Linked DNA regions of Gossypium hirsutum: region 2 is linked to region 1. Evidence: chromatin contacts called from public Hi-C data. All regions are on one chromosome and are shown on one strand. The core of a region is the stretch at or near the end of the contact, and the rest is flanking DNA. Distances in the headings are between cores, read along the strand shown. Region 1 has its middle 16 kb from the start of LOC107954563. Region 2 holds the start of LOC107954596 (elongation factor G-1, mitochondrial).

The links. Hi-C and Micro-C count contacts between places; a contact is called where the count stands out from the background.
Region 2: a contact with region 1 is called in a Hi-C map of leaf, with 1.7 times the contacts expected there. The contact joins the promoter of LOC107954596 here to the enhancer-like site in region 1. A contact is called at or near these places in 3 of 34 Hi-C or Micro-C datasets (all in leaf).

The regions. Positions count from the first base shown.
Region 1 is chrD07:26,326,654-26,331,221 of Gossypium_hirsutum_v2.1, reverse strand. No RefSeq gene overlaps it. Among protein-coding and RNA genes, the nearest start is that of LOC107954563, 16 kb to the right of the region's middle. Within about 2 kb of position 2,226, at least 3 of the 9 cell types and tissues checked have an H3K27ac peak or open chromatin away from gene starts, as enhancers often do. A contact at or near this core is called in leaf, where this site is marked.
Region 2 is chrD07:26,738,120-26,742,687 of Gossypium_hirsutum_v2.1, reverse strand. LOC107954596 (elongation factor G-1, mitochondrial) reads left to right here and starts at 1,963. Exons shown (of 20, transcript XM_016890197.2): 1 at 1,963-2,533; 2 at 2,618-2,839; 3 at 2,923-3,044; 4 at 3,142-3,292; 5 at 3,756-3,827; 6 at 3,984-4,079; 7 at 4,175-4,263; 8 at 4,346-4,412. The coding sequence starts at 2,129.

The sequences.
Region 1 (4,568 bases), core at 977-3,476:
CTAGTGCAAAATCTAAGACTTATCATGTTGTCTTAATATCGGCCACCAACATAGCCACGATAAAAGCAACCAAAAAAAGGTGGTGTACATTAATTTACAGCATATAATATATACATGAATCTTAACAAAACCTTAGTTTCTTGGTGTTAACAAATTTTCTTCGACAGCTTATGCTTATCCTCCATATATCCCTTTTCTTTGCCTCTCTTTTGATTTATCTTTTAATCTGTAAAACTACGTTTTACTATATTTTATTGATTACCCAGAAGAATTGTTGTATTATGGATCAATTTTGTTTAGTTCACGCTACAAAACACCATGATTTCATGGCCACACTCAAAGCCTCACACACTGCCAAAGCAAATGGTTGTCTCACATGTGATCCATCCAACCTGTTCACGGAAAACAGCAAATAAATCAAAATAAAATAAAACCCATTTGAAAAGATGCTAAATTTGACCCAAAAAATGCTGCTTTTTTTTTTCATTTGAGTTCACTTCCATATTCCCATATGGTCCCATGAAATCCATTAAACCTGGATCAAGCAAAGGCACGATGCAGCTGGAGAAATGGGAAACCTGTGGCCGTGCATAGTAAGTTATGCTGATGTGTGTCTCTACACGCTTGGCCTCGATATCTTTTTTGACTATCATTTGAAAACAATTCAAATGTATTCCGAGAAATATACACTTCACTTCCAATATCAAATTATGGAGATAAAGAAAGGCAAATAGCATATAACTTTTCCTGCACGTTAGGTTACATTTCATAGCCAACTCTTGAGAGTCATCTTTGTAACTTTCCGTCCCTTTACCGCTTGCTTTTCGTAATTTTTCTCCATGTCTCCTATCAATACGTCGGCTGAAGATAACTAGATACCACTCTACCCTTGAAATTGATTGGAAATTTGACTTCACTATACCAATGATACAAGGAAGATCATTCCATTGACAGCTGACTTTCTTGTGGCTCATCTTGTCATTTTCCTCTTGTTCATTAACCAAAGGGCCCAGCAGCCTAGTAATCCTTGTAACAAGTCTGAGAATTCCAAAGTTGTTCAATTTTCTAAGTTGCTTGACGACCAATGGCAGGCCAATTCCAATTTTCTCTTTCTTTCAAAAACTACAACTTTTGCTGTAAATAAGAATATACACACTTTTTCAAAATGACATTTCATGGTGAAAAAAGGTTGCAATGCACTAAAGCAGTAGTGGGTCGAAATGGTCAGTTTAGTGGGGTTCCTTACTTCCTTTGAAACTTTGAAAAGCTCAGCACAAGAATGAGTTCCCATTTTGTTTTTCTTATTAATTTCCAGAGAGAGAGGTGAAGAAGGGGGTTGTGTCTGAATGTTCACTGCCACCGGTAAATCAGGCCTACTCATTACGCAATGGACTTTGAACTGTGAAAGTTAGGCTACCGACTTGCTCTTTTGCCCCTTCAAACGAATTAAAAAGACACCCCCAATTGCCTCTTTATTTTGTTACCAACTTGGATGTAAGCAGTTGATTAAGACAGATATAATTGTAATGGCAATCTTTTATCAGGAGTTGTTAAGTATCTACCGCACAAACTTTCTGGTGAAACTAAATCTAATTTGAGGTGATGTATATAGCTCAGCTTTTGCTGATTTAAAGTCTTTATCAACATGCTTTTGTATTCATGTCATGTGGTAAAAGATTGCAAATAGCAGTCAAAGCTGCTGCACATCACGAGCATAGGGTTCTACAAAATACTAGTCTATGTTGATGAAAATTAAAACCATCATCCATTTTTTATACGGAGAAATTAAAAGAGAGACAGAATTGGGTGGTCAAACCAAGGTCTTATTCAACCATAATGATTTAGTATTACCTTACCCTTCTACCTTTACTAACCCTTTTTTGACTATAAGACTTTATATTGAGAAGATGTAATGGTAGGTGACTTATTATCATTAACATATATAGTTTTGGAAATCTTTAATTTTCAATATTTTTTTGTGAACTATTGGCTTTGATATAGGCTAAGTAACAATTCAATAGTAATTATGTTATTTACTGAAACTGTAAATACACACTTGTGGATCAATATGTATACATTGTACAAGTTTGTATTTAGATTTTATTTCTCATTTAAACATGTTTAAATAAAATTCCAAAGTTTTGGTTTAAAAACGATGCCCAGGCGACAACGATGTAGCCCATCTGTTCCAATATGGGAAGCTATGAAGCCCACAAATAAATGGGTAGTTGAAGCCAAAAATTTGCGTGAGCCTTAAGCCCAATACTTCATAATAAACAGCCCTGCGCCTTACTTAATTTCAATTGAAAATTAATTTTATTCAAAAAGTAACAAAGTTTTTATTTTTTATATATTTATACAAATTTTACAGAAAAATTAAATCCAAAATAAATCTACAAATACACACCAATATTTAAAAAAGAAATTCAGTTTTATCGTTTCAACCAAAACTCATTTGGTTTTGTACATAATTTTTTTATGAATATATTTTTTATTTTTTTTTCAGAAATTCCTCACAGTCAAATATTCTAAAATTACATAAAATTAATAAATAAAACATACATGACAACTTTTTAAATCCATTTATGACGTGTTTTTTAATTTTATTGCCATGATAATAATTTTTAGGGTAAAATATGCCATAAGATCATTTATTTTTCGTAAATTTAGAATTTAATTCTTATATTTTTATTTTTTAAAAATTGAGTTCTTTATTTTTCATATTACTGATAAAATTATTTTGTTAAATTTTAGTTCACTACTACATTATATGATTATCAAGTTAGTGTTTTTTATTATAAAATATCACATTAATAAATTTAACAAAATAAAATTAACAATATTTATAATTGAACTTGAATTTTAAATTTTAAAAAATAAAAAAAATTAATTTTTTTAAAAATAAAAGTAGAGAGTAAATTCAACAAATTAAAGACTTATGAAATGTTTTAACCATATATTTCAAATTACCACTTGTAAGTTTATCGGCTTTAATTTATTACTGCATTCATGTTTTTTCCCCTTGGTTTTTTTTTTTCCGATACTAGCATACATGTGCAATCTTCCAAATATCCATTATTTACATTAACATTATTAACATATTCTAAAAGATAATACCATTGACAAAGTATTTGTTTTCTTATTGCTAGTGGAAAATTAATGACTAATTTCACTAGAAATTGTGGCAATATTACTTGGGCAAAGAGATATTTCATTCAACGAACTTACAAGGCTTAAATTTTTTACAAAACAAAAGCCTAATAAAAGTCAATAACTTATGAAAGAAAAGAGCCTCAAAATGTACTCTGGATCAAAGTTTGTGATCAAAGCACACAGAATCGCTCAACGAGAATAACTGATTAAATTAGACTTATTTAATCTATTTGAACTGACTCGATTAGTGGAGCATAGAGGGAAGACCATTAACTTGAAGCATAGTGACCTAGTGAAACACTCTACTAATTTAGAGTTACTAGGATAAATATGATTAATCCTAAGGATAAGATTTTGTAGTGTTCAAATTCCTTAGGACTCTCATCTTATAGATAGACTTTAATCTAATTCATTAATGCAATTTAAATTGTATCATTGGACCTAATAGGGCTTAACTATAAATAGAGACTTTTCCCCTCATTTGTAATCATCTCACCAAATAGTAGTTAAATACTTTGAGACCATTTACTCAAACACATTGTGTGCAATCTTTCTTGTGCCATTTTCTTTTCGCTTATATGTTTGCTTTTGTGAAGTTTCGGTGGCTTAGAGAATTTCTTTTAAAATTCTCACTTTTTCAAGAGTTAAGCTGACTTAGATGGATTTGAACCAAAGATATCACCTAAGGTCGCGCGGTTTGCCAGACTAAAGTTCTAAGCTTGTAACAAAAGTTAGTAGATCTAAACTTGATTCCAAACAAATTAGGATCGAACATTATTGATTCAAACATCCTTTGCTTTTAATCACACAAGTTATTTTTTCATCAATAGGTGCGAAAGGAAACTCTCTTAGTAACCTCAGCTACTTTCATAAGACACTCAAAGATGTCATGAAAGGTGAGAGCTCCCTACTAAGTCCTTACTTGCCCAACGAAAAATACTTTAACAACAAGTTAAAAACTTTCTATTAAATCAACGACGTTTACTAGATAAAACCCATCAGTAGGCTAAATTTTAGGTTTGAATGAATCAAAATAGAGTTCTTATGAGTTTTTGGTAAAAGCGAGAGAAGTCTTGTTGTATCAAAATGGATTTCATGATTAGTTTAAGTGATTTTTCCTACTTGATTATGTTTACCTATCCTTGTTTCATTGTTTGGTTGATGGTTGTAGCCAAGGAGGTGGCCATGTCTTCCAAGGCTAAGGGAAAGGAGAAAATTGTCGAGAATTGATAGTTTTAGTTTCTGTTAACTTATTCCAATTTCTTAATATGAGTTTATTAAGTAATTAAGTTTAGGATTCTAATGCTAACAACTTTTATAGATATGTTTAGTAACATTAATGTGATGTTTTTGCAACTATCTAAAAGTCAGTGGTATCAGAAAATGTAGTTCGAGGCCTAGTTTTTGTAAACCGA
Region 2 (4,568 bases), core at 714-3,213, 410 kb before region 1:
GATGATTGAAATGTAAAGTACCTAACTTGCACACAAAAAACAAAACCGTACGCTACTTAAACTTAGTGGTATTTCTATAATCCGAATATTAAAACATAATATAATACATTCAAATGCACGAGTTAGAAGTAATGGATGATCTGCAAATTAACATGTAAATTTCCACTTCTTCATAGCTTCTATTAACAAAATTAACAAAAGTACTAATATGTAGCATTACACTACCATTTCACATTCATTGAATCATTAAACTTTAATATCCTTTTTCATCTCAATTTATAATAATCAATTTCTAAAGTCCACAACATAATCATCAACCAATCATCAATTTACATATGTGACAGTATAACTCATCACAATTGAATTCAATTGCATAATTATAACATTATATCATATTTTTAAAACTATTCAATTTAGTCCTCATCACCAACAACTAATTCAAATCGATTAAAATTAGCTCGTTCTATCATTTCCAGGTTACCTTATGTTATTACTATGCAGCATAGTTCGTAAATGCAACAATTGAAAAAGGTTTGAGTTATAAAAATACAAACCATAAACTCCGAGCTATTCGTCAATGACTTTGTCTTTTCCTTCCTTTTTTGAGAAATCCAGGTCGATGATAGCTATGGATTAACACAAACATACCAATTCATCAATATACAAACAAACTCATACTTAATTGTAAATTTATGAAACTTTTGTATTTTTTCAATTTAGTCCCTAAGACTGGGACTATAGTACTTCTAGGACCTTTTATTTCTCATTTTTACCACTAATTTTTAAATTTATGCATTTTAGTCCCTATTGCACAAAATCATCAATTGACTTTACAATTTAGTCATTTTTCAACTCTAAATTTAAAATTTATCAAATTAACACCAAAAACTTCAACTATTCAACAATAGTAACATCCTAAATCTTTAATAGTATAAATATACAACATGGGTCAACTAACTTAAACTATCAGGATTCCGAAAACATAGAAATTATAAGGAAAAAACTAAATTGAACATACCAATTGAAGATTTAAACTTTGAAACCCTTTGGTCGTTGGTCTCCTATTTTTCTTTCTCCTCGATTCGGTTTTTGCATGAAAATGGATTAAATGTTTTTTTTTCACCTACTTTTCCCACTAACTTGTTTATTATTATGTTTTATTTATTAAATTAATTTGTTAAAATTTTATCACATTTTCTTCGATTACAAAGTACATTACCTTCCACTATCACTATAATAGTGGTTTAATTGCTATAAAAATCCCTCAATCAAGTTCTACTTATTAATTCATTAACAATTAAACTTGATATTTTTATGATTTAGTCCCTGCACCTTAATTTAGCAATAATTTGATAAAAATTACCTAACCGAAATTCAATTCACTTCTAACACAACTCCATAAATATTTAATAAAAAATTTACGAATCCGATTTATGAAAACAGGATTCCAAAACCTCACTTTTCGACATCACTGACGTTTGAATCATTACATAACCGCTAAGACATATTGTTGTGGAGAAGAAAATGGAGGATGGACTTTATCACTATACTTTGGGACCAATTCAAGCATTGTCATTAAAGACATGAGGGAGGATAAGGAGTGACGACCTCCTAACAAGTAGTAGCTTGAGTTTGTATCCATCTATTACCCAACGAAAGAATGGCCACTACCTTCGGTTGCTAGATTTGGTGTATGTTGTGGAGCTCTTTCATGTGCTGGTTATTTTTTGGTTGTTGCATAAGTAAATGATATCAAGAATTCTTTCTTCAACAGAGACATGCCATGATATTGGCTAGCGCCTATGTTTAGGCATTGGCTTCAAAACGTGACCTTAGTGGTATGGTTGAGATATGAGGTTGGGACCCTTGTGCTATGATTTGTTGGTCTCTTTTTGGATTGTTTTAGGGCCCAACTACATATTTAGAACAAGAACTAATGGGCTTATGTAAAACAAATGAAGTCACCAAATAGGCCCGGACGAATATCCAAATTAACCGACCACCGGAGAAAATGAATCCGAATTGTTCCTGATCCGCCCCATTTTCAGAACCCGAACGGGAAACTAAAAACCCCTTATTTTGGGTTTAGGGTTTTGCCCGCACCAAGCAGCACTACCCATATTCCACCATGGCGCGATTCCAAAGATCCGCAGTCCCGCGCCTCCTTTACACCTTGTACTCCACCAAAGCGGCGCCCTACTGTTCCCCCTCCCCGACCGCCGCCCTCCTCCTGGGGAACTTCGAGGTCCGTCATTTCGCTGCTGGCAACGTCGCGCGAGCAAAGGACGACAAAGAAACATGGTGGAAAGAGTCCATGGAACGACTCCGAAACATCGGAATCTCCGCTCACATCGACTCGGGAAAGACCACACTGACAGAGCGGGTTCTCTATTATACCGGCCGGATCCACGAGATCCACGAGGTTCGCGGGAAAGACGGCGTCGGAGCAAAGATGGATTCCATGGATTTAGAAAGAGAGAAAGGAATTACTATCCAATCTGCTGCCACGTATTGCACCTGGAAAGATTACCAGGTTCGTATGGTATTTTGAATTTGACCTAATTTGACTCTTTGTGTTACTTATTATGACGTGCAAATTTTCCATCTGCTGTTTCAGATTAATATAATCGATACGCCTGGTCACGTTGATTTTACGATTGAAGTCGAGAGGGCGCTGCGTGTTCTTGACGGTGCCATTTTAGTTCTGTGTAGCGTTGGTGGTGTACAAAGTCAGTCAATTACTGTTGATCGGCAAATGAGAAGATACGAGGTGCCAAGACTCGCATTTATTAACAAGCTCGATCGAATGGGAGCTGATCCATGGAAAGTTCTCAACCAGGTACATTCATGTAACTGAATTGATGTTATTGAACTTCACACATTTAACAGTGGCATTCTGATCGTTTCTGTGCCTGGTGTCAGGCAAGGTCTAAGCTTCGGCATCATACTGCGGCTGTGCAAGTTCCAATTGGTTTGGAAGAAAACTTTAAGGGACTTATCGACCTTGTGCAGCTAAAAGCTTATTATTTTCATGGTTCCAGCGGGTTTGTTTCGATCTCTCTGGTTCACTTAATTTTTCTTCGTGTAACAGCCATTTTCATTTCCTGTTCTTTCTTTTTGGTCATATAATAACTATTGCAGAGAAAAAGTTGTGTCTGAGGGTATACCAGCAGATATGGAAGCCATAGTTGCAGAAAAGAGACGTGAACTAATAGAAGTAGTTTCTGAAGTGGATGATAAACTAGCTGAAGGATTTCTAAATGATGAGCCTATTTCCCCTGCTGATCTTGAGGTCTGTCCGGGGACTGGTGATTTATTTAATTCTTTTTTTCTACTGATAGAAAGTGTATTTGATGCTGCCCATCTAGTGTCCCTTTTGCATTTAAAAAATGGCAGAGAAAATAGCATGCCTGCCTTCACTTTGACTTGATGCCCATCAAATATTCAGGGTCCATGCTTGCTTCTGAAATTTGAATATGGATGTTATGGGCTGATGGCCTTTCACTGGATTTACGATGATCCTTCATGTTGAATGGTCTTTCATTGTACTCTATATGTGCTGTACGGGTGGATGATGGAGGCTTTTTCTTGCATCAAATGTTACAATGTGAAATTAGCTTAACTGTTACCCAAGTGTAGACCACAACATTTATTTTTCTATTGTTTTAACCTTACAATTCTATATGTTGCTGCTTCTTTTTACTTGATTTATGAACTTGATGTGAGTTCTAAAATTTGTAGCTTGCTCTGAGCAGGAAGCAGTTCGTAGGGCAACCATAGCACGGAAGTTTGTTCCTGTATTCATGGGTAGTGCATTCAAAAACAAGGTATTTTATGATTAATTCTGTTCTTTGGTTCCCATTAATTTCAGTCACCCAACTTCTGACAATAAGGCAGCCATCAGAATTTCCATTATTTTATTTGTTTATTTATCTGTTGGATTATTAGATGCCACTTATTTGATACTTTTCTCTTCTGTACAGGGTGTACAACCGCTTTTAGATGGTGTCCTTAGTTACTTGCCATGTCCAATTGAAGTCAGTAACTATGCTCTTGATCAAACAAAGAATGAAGAAAAGGTATAAAATTGATACTTCAATTCCTCCCAAAAAGGTTTTGCTGAATCTGGTCAGAAACCTTTTTTTAATGTAATTCTTTTGTAATTCTCTTGTAGGTAATGTTGCCTGGAACCCCAGATGGACCACTTGTAGCATTAGCTTTTAAGTTGGAGGAAGGGCGGTTTGGTCAGCTAACATATCTGAGGTAATGCTGCTGCATCATTTTCCGTTGTTGTAGCGTATGTATTTCATGCTAAATTACCTAACAATAATTTATATTGGTGAAGAGTCTACGAGGGTGTGGTTCGGAAGGGTGATTTTATAGTCAATGTAAATACAGGAAAGAAGATTAAGGTAAGTTTTCTTTTTTTTTGGTTTCATGTTCTCTTGCTCTAATTTTTTCATTCCCTTTCTTGAGCTTCTGGTTTATTTGATCTTTTTGGGCAAACACATCCCATTTTTTGTAGTGGATGTTTTATTTGTTGTCTGTGAGTGTGAATTGGTCTTGAG